Regions from separate parts of the Rattus norvegicus genome. Here region 2 is linked to region 1. The links are chromatin contacts, called in public Hi-C maps. All regions are on one chromosome and are shown on one strand. The core of a region is the stretch at or near the end of the contact, and the rest is flanking DNA. Distances in the headings are between cores, read along the strand shown. Region 1 holds the start of Osbpl1al (oxysterol binding protein-like 1A like). Region 2 overlaps Osbpl1a (oxysterol binding protein-like 1A).

Evidence for each region. Hi-C and Micro-C count contacts between places; a contact is called where the count stands out from the background.
Region 2: a contact with region 1 is called in a Hi-C map of Schwann cells, with 1.8 times the contacts expected there. The contact joins the enhancer-like site here to the promoter of Osbpl1al in region 1. A contact is called at or near these places in 3 of 12 Hi-C or Micro-C datasets (Schwann cells, frontal cortex and prefrontal cortex).

The regions. Positions count from the first base shown.
Region 1 is chr18:4,283,210-4,288,885 of GRCr8, forward strand. It overlaps Osbpl1al (oxysterol binding protein-like 1A like), which reads left to right and starts at 3,227. Exons shown (of 3, transcript XM_039097409.2): 1 at 3,227-5,193; 2 at 5,281-5,383. The coding sequence starts at 3,333. The coding sequence ends at 4,331. The region is part of intron 15 of Osbpl1a (oxysterol binding protein-like 1A); the gene reads right to left.
Region 2 is chr18:4,335,268-4,340,943 of GRCr8, forward strand. It overlaps Osbpl1a (oxysterol binding protein-like 1A), which reads right to left. Exons shown (of 28, transcript NM_172023.1): 5 at 4,507-4,618. Among named protein-coding and RNA genes, the nearest start is that of Osbpl1a, 31 kb to the right of the region's middle. Within about 2 kb of position 2,149, at least 25 of the 93 cell types and tissues checked have an H3K27ac peak or open chromatin away from gene starts, as enhancers often do. A contact at or near this core is called in Schwann cells, where this site is marked.

The DNA of each region.
Region 1 (5,676 bases), core at 1,977-4,476:
ATGGATCCAGAGACATGGTTACCAAATGGCTTTTAAAGAAACTACTGCAAAGCAAGAAGGGACAAAAGACAGAGGCAAGGAAATGATTGACATGAAAAAAATAAAGTGTGTGGCGAGGGAACATGAGTGACAAGGGAAGGAGAGCCCACAGAGAGAAATGAAGAGTAACAGACCCACAGCAGGGAGGGAAGGGAGAGGGGAAAGGGACATGGAAGACATCCAAACCGCCTCCAAGTTTCAGTTGTTGTAAATATAGTAGGGTGTCTGCTTACACAGCTCACCTTAGCACCTGCAGCCTGTCAAGAAGCAATCTTGAAATGCAATGTTACAGAACACAAAGTGACGATAAAGCTAGCGATGACATTCACTAAATTACAAACTGCTCAAACACAAGAATAACTACAATCTAGAAAAGAATAATGTTGAACACAGTGTCTACATTTCCAGAGAATAAAGTATAATTCACATACAAACAATAAAGAAAAGGTTAACTCACAGAAAGTGAGAGAAAACTGTAAATTTTAATTTAAAATAATAAGGTAAAATAGATGTCACAGCTAAAGGTAGATCTTTGAAAATACAGGCAGGCAAAGTTTTAACGAAACTTATTTGATGGTTACAGATTAATTTGAAGAAAGGGGGAAATGCTTTCATAAATACTCTAAGAATATATATTAAAAATAGAGCATAGCTATATATCCAAAATAAATTTAAAAGACAATAAAGGAGTTCTAATGAAACCTTCATAACAAGAAACTTCATAACAGACTTTAATGGGAAGGGGATGTCCTTAGAAATACATAACTTGCCAAAGCTAATGCTAAAAGAAATAGAAAACCAAAGTGGTCCTATAATTAGTTAATATGTTTAAATAGTAGTTCACAAAACTTATAAAGGATAGTTTTGTTAAAATTTTTCTACTAAACTTCAAAGACTAGATCAATTTTACACAAGCTGTAGGAACATAGCAGAGTGAATACTACCAAACTGACCTTATGACATTAGAATAACCTTCACATCTGATGAAGACTAAAAAGTTGCAAGCCATTCTCACTTATAAAAAGAAGGTAAAATCCAAAGTTTAGCATTGTTCCTGACTTTAAAAGATAGAAGAGGGGGCTGGAGAGATGGCTCAGCAGTTAAGGCCACTGACTGCTCTTCCAGAGGTCCTGAGTTCAAATCCCAGCAACCACATGGTGGCTCACAACCATCTGCAATGGGATGAATGCCCTCTTCTGGTGTGTCTGCAGACAGCTATAGTGTATAAATAAATAAATCTTAAAAAAAAAAAAGATATAAGAATGAAATGTGAACATCATCAGTATGGTAAATGATAATTATTAACTATTTTTTTAGTTAATTTGTAGAGGTTACCATCGTTTGTTTTAAATCTTGGGGAAAATGTGGATTCACTATCACACCATCTATCCAACATTGCCCTGAAAGCCCTTACCAGGAAATTATGGACAAGAAAAAGAAATCCTAAACATAAGGACTAGAACAGAGCACAACTGTCAGGATTTGTAGATCACGAACCAGAGATAATCAGTCTACAGCTATAATTTCTACAACCTTGCTCTCTCTGTCTGTCCACTGTTCTGCTGGCTGTGGTCTGGCTTCTTCCTAAGTGAGCATAAACGTCCTCACACTCAAGAGCCCACTGGCCGCCTGGCTCCAGCAGCTGAGGCTACAGACAGTCCTCACCTGTACTCCTCTACACCCTGGCTCCTGGCCTCGCCTGCTTTGGGGCTCTCCCCTGCTGTCAGGCTGACTTCTCTTGGTGTCCTCCCTGTTCTCTCCTTTCCTCATATTTGCTGTCTACATGTCACTGTTGTTCCTTTGATTTCAAACTTCATGTCTGTGGTATTCCTCACTTTTGGGCCTCTGAGAATGAAGGATGTTGGGGGAAGTACCAATGATTCCTCAGCTTTCATAGGACAAGGAAGGGTGTGTCAACATGTCAAAATCAGAGCTAACTCACCTTCCCACATTCCTATTCCCTACCTATGCAGTAATTTGTACCAGAAAGCTGGGAGTCAGCTGGACTCCACCTTCCCCTTGATGCCTCACATCAATCCAACTTAGGCTTTATGAAATGCCTCTGCTCTGTAACTTCCTCTGCTTATGTAACAAACCTGACTTAGTCCTATTCTGTCTCTTGTATCCCTGTCCCTTGATGTCCTGATTGCAGGCCTGTCCTCCAATTCTCCTAAATAACAAATCTGATCAAATTTCTCCTTGGGTAAAAGTCTTTCAGTGACATTAACTTCTAGCCTAGGTTTAAAACTCTTTAAGCACATTCCACAAAGTCCTTAGGAGAGACCTTGCTTGTCCTCTCCTGACTCTGTTCCAGCCGTTAACTCTGCTAACATTCACCCTTTTGCTTGCTTTTGACTTGTTGCTTCTGTAAAAAATCTTCAGCCTCTGGATCCTGTAGGACTCTCTCCAGAGTACTGAGATAAAAGGTATGAGCCACCAGAGTATTAAGAACTCATCAGTTTATACATCCTATTTTAAATGTGCTTTTATAAACTATCGTATGTGTGAGTAATGCACTTCATTTTATTGTGAAATAACTGAGTTATATTCTCCCATTTTGTACAGTGAAGAAAGAACTGAGCAAAAATACTATGTGGGTCATTTTTACCATCAATGAAATTCTTGAAAATTAATCTATAAAAGGCCCCTAAAGAAGAGCACTGCAGTCTAGCAACTGTATTCACAAGGATTCAACTTCCTTTACGTCCAATCCTGGCAAAAGTAACATGGAGACATAAGCTGAGATAACTGCTCAGTCCTTACATCGAGACTGAACACTTACCAGACCAAAACTGACCTGATCAAACATTGCCTGTGAAGCTCCATCCTGTGGAATGGAGACTTTACACTCTGCCCCCATCATCTACCCTGCACTTTGTCCACCAACACGAATTGCAAGCATTTTTCTCTTTTCACACTGCTTTCTGCCAAGCAATGCCTTCATGAGCCAAATGCCGCCTTTGAATCTAATTAAAGTGAAGAAACTTTTAATAGCTTCTATAACTCTTAAGAGCTATACCAGCTCTACCCTCCCATCTTTCTCTCCGGACCATTTCCCTCCAAAGAAAAAAAATCCAGCCCAACTGAAAACCAGATCCTCGGAATGCCAGGGAGCGAGATGCCAGCGAGCTTAAGCTACAAAGACAGCGTCTGGGTAATGAAAAACCCTTCATCAAAACGTTCGAAAATGAAAGCCCCCGCTATACACAAGACTTCTCTCTCCTCAATCCGCCCATGTACTTCCGCTGGCTCTAGGAATTTCAGCAATCTCTGAAACTGCCCTGGTTAAGTTCATGTCAATGTCAGAGAGACAGGAAAAAAATCACCAACTTGGAAGGTTATTTAGGACAATTGTCTGTCCCAGCCTTACTCCTCCCACTCCAGCCAGGCTTGACCTAATACTAACATATGAATGTGAGACAACAGCCAAGGGCTGTTCCCAGGGGGCTCTTCTAGGAATCCAAGGGACAAACACCAGGCAGAGAACCCACCCCAGCCCTCCCCACTGGCAGAGGAAAGGGGACACTGGGTCTCGTGGCTACATCACCCCGCCCCAGGCAGTAAAGGCTCCATTGGGGTCCGCACAAACCCGTCCAACTATTCTTGGATCAACTCACATCCCTGGATCACATCTGGCTGTTCCCCCCTTTCTTGCCTTGTGCGAGGGCGGCACCCCAGCCCCCATCCACCAGAGCTTCCAGGGAAGGGCTGAACAAGCACACAAACCCACCCACCTGGGCTGGGTCTTGAAGACCCAGGCTGGTGCGCTGCACCCCAGCTCCTCCGCAAGCTTCAGCACAGATGTTTTCGGCCTGCTCTCCTTCCCTCCAGACAATCTGATCGGTGAGGCACGACCCAGGGCAGTACCGCAAGGTCTCCCTAAGTCACCTCTGCGGCCCGCCCCTGGTCCGGCAGCTGCGCCCGCCTTCCCAGCAGCGGTTGAGGTCGAACAGAGGCTCAGCCGGTGGCCCAGTTCTCCGCTGCTTGACCACAGAGGTCGGCGCTGCCCCTCGCCCTGGCCGCTGGGCTCGGCCTCAGACCCGCCCTCCAGGGCTCACCCGCCCGCAGAGTCCCAGCCGGTAGAGCTGAGCCGGCGAGCCGGCGGGCTGTGTGGCCTGCAGCCTACAGCAGGCGGTTCCCTTCCTTGTGGTCACAGTCCCTCCTCCTCTTCCCTGGTGTGTCGACTCCGGGAAGCTCAGGTAGGGACCGCTGCCGCGGAGAGCCTGCCCACAGCCTCTAAGCCGCTGAGATTCTCCAAGGAGAGAAGTAAGGGATCCTGGCTCATAGCGTGAGCGGCGCACACAGGCTCCTGCAAGGTCCTAGAGTGGCCTTGTGCTCAAGCCCTCTCCTTGACAACTTTTAAACGGCCAGCACTCTGCTGCTGAGGAAACTCACTAAGGCGAAAGGCATGCTCTTTGCAGTCTTGGCTGCTGCAGAAGGGCTCACTATCCCTAAAGCAGAGCGAGTCTACATTACTTACTTACACCCCAGTGGGTATGAGCTGAAGCTGAGCAGAGTCAAACATTCTGCTCTGCTAACCACTTAAGAGAGATGGCTTCTCATTCTGAGCAGCCTTGAAGGATAGACAAGGACTGCAGGGGCCGACTTTCCCCCACACAAATACACACTTCGGCCATGCTAATGAGACTTCTGGGTAACTGAGGCTCTGGTGGAGAAACAAAAGGAAACTAACTTGTAAAATGTACACACCTGTTCTCTACCCAGACGAGCAGTTTACCCAGCAGGGCTGCGATCCACAAAACTGGTGTTTATTTAACAAGTCCCAGAGAACCTCGTGTTCCTTTAGATCGGTGGCCAGCTATTTGTAGGCGCACACAGCTCAGTCAGAAAACTTGGAATCCATGTCTGGAAAGTTTCACAGTGTCTTTGAAAATTATAGATTAATAACTGAGAACACTTGGCCATGAAGAGGAGGCCCTGGCTACAAAATTTCCCCTTCAAGCCCAGAGATCTAGAAAAAGAATTCAGCTTACAGAAGGTCCTCACAGCAGGGATAAACAACAAAGGAACTTTGTTTTAGAAGGCAGTTTACAAGGACACTAGAATGGGGGAGGGGCACTGCACTGATCTCTTCACGTGACCCTGCTCATTTGTATCTCGGATTCCAGAGTTGGAAGTGGAACTCCTAAACAGGTACACATCTGCTTAAAGCAGAAGCAGCAGAGTTTATATGTAGACTGGTGTGACTCAAAAGCTGTCTTTCTTTTTTCTTTTGTACAGTCATTGTTCATCCATTCAGACCTCTATTAACCATCTACAACATGCCAAGCCTTATGCTACAGACACACTGAAGAGCCTCGCCTTTAAAGAGCTCTGGCGTGCTGTAAGCAATGATACAATGTGGTAACCAGGAGGGGAGGAGCACCTAACCTAGTTTTGAAGGGTGGAACCTGGGATTAGGACACTGCACTCGTCCTTAGGGCTATCCTGGGAACATTACCAGAGCAGCCAGGGAGAATGTGTTGGTATGGAGAAGGGGACTGGAAGGAAATGATGTCAGACTGAGAGAATTTAGTCAAAAGGGGTGAGGAGAAGGGTCAACCAGAAATAATTGCCATGGTCTCAACTACAGTGATAACTCTATGAATTGGAGAATTCAATTTTAGACAAAATTGT
Region 2 (5,676 bases), core at 899-3,398, 51 kb after region 1:
CAAAAATGCACACTGGAGAGCATTCAACTGAAGGGCACACCTGTCTTTCCAACAACCCCTCCTCATACACACACGGTTGCTGAGGTACAAGTCTCACTGTGGTGCTCTGCAGGCCTGGAACTCACTATAAAGAAAGACCAAGCAGGCTGCAAACTTGAGGCCGCATTCCCTTCCTTAGTCATAGCTACTCCTCTTCAGTACAGGCATTACATAAAGCAGAGCTGGCATGGCGTCTCAAACAACAGCGACTGGGAGAGACGACAAGCACAATGTGAAATTATGCATTAGATCTAGATTGGGAGATGTCACGTGGACAGCTGATAAAATATGTATATGAAATGTACAATATATTACAAAAGGCTGAGTGATCCTTATCTAAAATTCCTGAATTTAAATAAAGTGTTTTGAGTTTTAAAAAAAATTGTAAACTTTTGGGGTTTAAAATTTCAGAGATTTTTGTGTGTTTGTTTTGTTTTCTAGATTTTGGAATATTTGCAAACTTTACCAGTAAAGTCTTCCTAATCCAAAATTAGAAATACTCAAAGGCCCTTCACTTTTTAGGCATCGTGGCGTTCAGAAGCTTTGGAATGTGGAGCCACGTCGATTCCAGTTGGGGATGTTCAGTGTGTACTTTATTATTCATGCATGAGTGTTTTACCTGCAATATGTACACACACACACACACACACACACACACACACACACACACACACACACACGCCTATACCGTGTGGGTGCTGGGATAGACTTGGGTCTTCTGTAAGAACAGCAGTGCCCTTGGCTGCTGAGACGTCTCTGCAGCCCCTCAATCTGTCTATTAGGCCGTATTTTCTGATGTTGATTATCACAGAGTCAGCCTTTGGCGCTCATGGGTCCTATCTCAGGTTTAAATGAAACAGAATACGAAGAGCCTGTCCTGAGCCCCGTCCTGAGCCCCGTCCTGGCTAGTGCTTCCGGAGTACGACACGTCTGCTTACACAGCATCACACTGCGCGGGTACCATGCACGCTGTAGAGACGATAGACTGATCTTCCCACGGGGCTATCAGTGCCGTCCACTGAGGACAGAGGAAGATTCTACACAAAAGTACTGGGACAACTGGTTCTTACAGGGAAGGACCCCTCAGAGCAATGCAACTTCAACTCAAAGTGGCGAGCAGGCTTATAAGAGCCAAGACTCTTAAGACGGAATATCTCTGTGACATCAGACTAGGAATAGCAAAAACAGAAGAACAAAGGAGGGTGGGAAGCAGAGCAATGGGTACTCATCAATCAAACAACGACATGTCCAATCAAACTGAACTTTTTTTTTTTTTTTTGAGCTGGGGACCGAACCCAGGGCCTTGCGCTTCCTAGGTAAGCGCTCCACCACTGAGCTAAATCCCCAGCCCCCAAACTGAACTTTTTAAGGAAAAAGGCAGCTTCCAGAATGGGAGGAAAATTTTTTTAAAAAATTGTATGTCTGAAAATGGACCTATATAAATAGCTCATAATAAAATAATTTCTGTACACTTTAAAGGTATATGGTAGGCAACCTGTAAACTCCACTCGTAAAAGGCATTTGGATAGCCTTGTATTTTAGAGTTCACAGTTCTAGGATTTTAAGATTCTGAAAGCAAAAACCCACAGAGAGTGTGGGGTTTCATTGTGATTCTATAAGAAAACACCCATTTGTTTATTATTGTTATTACTTCACACAGTACATCCTGAATGTAGTTTCCCTTCCCTCCAATTCCTCCTGGTCCCTCTCCCACCTCCTTCTCCCGGAGATCCAATTCTCCACTGGAGGAGGAGGAGGAGGAGGAGAAGGAGGAGGAAGAGGAGGAGGAAGAAGAGGAAGAGGAGGAAGAAGAGGAAGAGGAGGAAGAGGAGGAAGAGGAGGAAGAGGAGGAGGAACAACACCATGGTGGTACAAGAAGACTATGCACAAATCCTCATGTGAAGGCTGCACAGAGCAACCCAGTATGATGGGAAGGGTCCCAAGCAAAGCCAAAAGAGTCAAAGACACCCCTACTCCCACTGTTAGGAGTCCCACAAGAACACCAAGATCCTACCACAGTGTTGTACACAACCATAACAGAAGGCCTAGGTCAGAACCACACAGGACCCATGTTTGCCGTTTCAGTTTCTCTGAGCCCCCACAGCCTTCCTTAGTTGATTCTGTGGGACATGCTACTGTGGAGACACCTCAAGTGTTCAGAGGCAATGATGTCACTCGGTATGCAAATGTCTTTCTCGTGGTTCAACAACAACAATTAGAACCAACTCAGCATCAAATAATATTTAAAAGATAAACTAGAGGCAAGATGTTTATATGCATAATCTAAGCAAAAGGCAAAAGGCACACAAGTATTCGTGTAATTACTCCTAAACCTTTCTATAGTCTACGAATCAGAAAGACACACACACAGAGAGAGAGAGAGAGAGAGAGAGAGAGAGAGAGAGAGAGAGAGAGAGAGAGGAGCTAGTCCTCACTAGAGCCTGACAGAACACAGAACACCCTTTGTCATGGGAAACTCGCTGCATGTTTCCAGGCAACTCGCCCCTTGGACCCTGCAGAGGGCTCAAAGATACACTCTGCTGTACCCAGCCCATTAGCTAAGACCGTCTCTCTAAACACCATCACTTTAGATACTTAGGTGTGGATTCCTTATGCATATCTCTAGTTCCTGTCTCTGCATGCTATCTGGTTGTCTGGCTTCTGGTCTGCCTACCATCATGGTGAACTGTCCCCAGCACGTCTGGAGTCAGCAAATGGCGACTTAATGATGTCTACAAGTGGCATTATATCTGGAGAAAGTGATCTCATCAGAACAGAATCACTCAATTAAGCCTCTATCCTCTATTTCTCAGGCTAGGAGCACAGGAGCTGACAAACGACATTACCTGTGAAGTCTCTAAGCCTTTGCCTTCACAGCTTGGGTTTGGAGGGGCCTTAGAGCATGTCTTTGCAATCACCCTATTAAATGTCCACCTGTTAGACTAACCCAACTTTCAGTGTATCAGGAAAAGCTCAGCCCTGGGTTCCCATGAGAAAGTAGAATGACAGGACAGGATCAGAAACAGTTACCTCACAATGTGTTAAAGAGCAAAGGCCAAAGCCAATATGAGCCACAAGTCCTTATGCTGCTACAATGCCTGGGAGAAGGTAAGTGAGGATCTGGTTACTCAGTGAAATCTGTGAGTTCAAGGGAAAGCACTGATCTATAGACGTGGGACAAAAATGTCACCCCAAAGATCAGCGAGAAGGTAGCTGGATGTGACTAGTGCACTCCAAACCCACCAATATGTGCAGTATGTATTGATAACGATTCTCTAATATAGGTACCTAACAGTCACTATTTTTAGAACTACAGAATAAGCAAGAAGATTTCAATTGATTAGAAAATTGTTACAAGCAAGACAGTGGGTTTCACATGAATAAAATTACTAACAACTACAGTTACAAAGTTAACACCCTTAAATACAAAGTTGTATTGCCCTTCTCTGAATTGCAAGAAAGAGGAACAGGATATGTGTGAAGGCACAGCTGTTATTTTCAGACCTTATGTGTAAAGTAGAAGTTACCTGGTCTAGCCTTACAGCAAAGCCTGGACCATTCAAAGGCTAATCCCATTACCTAAGCAGGGGAGTGGTTTTGTTTTAAACTGTAGTGGAGAATTTTCTCTGCACTATCAAAGGCTCATACATCTTCTTAAATGCAATTAAATCTCTGGTGTTTATAGCAATTAAACCAATCCATCAAGAACTGAGTGTTGGTATTACAGCACAGTGGGGTCCTGTGGAAGCTGAAGTAAGACAGAAATCTGCTGTGTGGACATACTGATGCACAAGTCCGGACAGCAGTGTCCCTGCCTTCTCCTGTCTCTCATTATCTCACTGCAGCAGCTTATCTAAGCCAGGCTGCCTTGTGTCTGAATTTTCTACTTCTCATTTTGTTATGCACTGAAAATGTATTTTTAACCTGCTATGTTCTTTTATAAGTGAAGATTTTAATAGTCATAAAGTAAATGCTACAGCTTGGATGTGAAATGTTCCCCCAGTCTCTCGTATCTGAACATTTGGTACCCAGCTGCTGTCTGTGTTTTGGGGGCCATGAACATTTGAGAGGTGGGACCTTGCAAAGCAAATGGATAGGTGAAATGGGTCTTGAGTTTCATAACCCAGCCCTACTTCTGGCCCTGTCTCTGCTTCCTGTGCCTCCACAGTAAAAGAACAATCCTATCACATGCTCCCAGCACCACGGAGCCACCTGCATGCCTTCCTGTCATACTGGATTTTAGCCTTTCACACTGAGAGCAAAGGACATCTTCCCTTCCCTATGCTGCTTCTGTCTGCTACTGTGCCACAAGTGACAAGCAGAGTGAGGGGACAAAAACGACACCTAAGCGATGACTCTGTGATGACATCAGCAACAGAGGGGTTTGCCGTCATCCACATCGGTGCCACAAAAGTGTGTTTAAGCACCTGTGGCCTTAGCAATAATAAAAGAAAGCACTGTGCTTACCTTCAAGCATTTGTCTGATTTCTTTGTCATGGGTGGCTTCTTTTGCTGTCTGTCCACTTCCATTTACGACAGTAGTGTCAGCATTATATTCTAAAAGAAGCATTACTAGCTCCTAAACAACAGAGGAATTATTATGTTGTTATTAGGCTACGGCTTTATTATATGACAATCCTTTTTCAAATTAGCGATTGCTATAATTTCTAAATTAGAAAAATATATGTAAGCATCTTATCAAATCAATTATGCCTAAAAATTCTGCTAACAACTTATAATTGCTTAAACAACTCCTAACCCAGAATGAATATATAGACAATTTTTTAGTTGACTTTTAAAAGTAAATGATCTAGGGGCTATGGAGACAGATCAGCAGTTAAGAGAACTTGCTGCTTGTAGCCAGGACCAGGTTCACATCCCAGCATCTACAGGATGGCTCACAGCCATCTGCAATCTCTGCTCCAACAGGCATGAACATGGTATACATTAATGCACGCCGGCAAAACATTCACACACATAACAGGAGAACAAGTAAGTTTAGAGAGAATTCAGTACATTCATTCATTTTTATAAGGCCCGATGAAAATAAGAATGTATAAACTAATTTCAATATTTTAAATATTTTCTAAAATGGACAGAGTGATAGGGCGAATCGCGCTGTTAGAAGTCAATATTCAGGAAGAAAACACTAGTCATGTTTATTCTGCATGGCTAACTTTTAGAGCAATACACAAGTCCAGCAGCACTGGAACACCACACAACCTTAGGCAGTGACACAGAGGGCCCAGCGACAGACACATGGCCATGCCCTAGGATCCCTGCTCCCAGGGAGGGCGGCCACATTCAGCCTGAAACACACAGAGTGAGGTCCTGTCACACCACCCTAGACTTTTCCTCCTTCCTGTAAGGCCATAAAATCTACATTATTTTTAAGTATTTATACAGTAGAAATGCTTAAATAATGTTTAAGCTATAACAAAACTAAGTCTACTATCTTAGTTACTATATGATAACCACAAACATCTCAGCCTATTTCTTTCCAGACCAAGCTCCTCCCAGTAGGCTTGGGCCTTCCTATGTAGCCCAGGCTGGCCTCAAACAATCCTCTTCCCTTGCTTTTCCCAGAAGATAAGGCCACAGGAGATACACAGGGAAACAGTTACGAAAACTACTAGT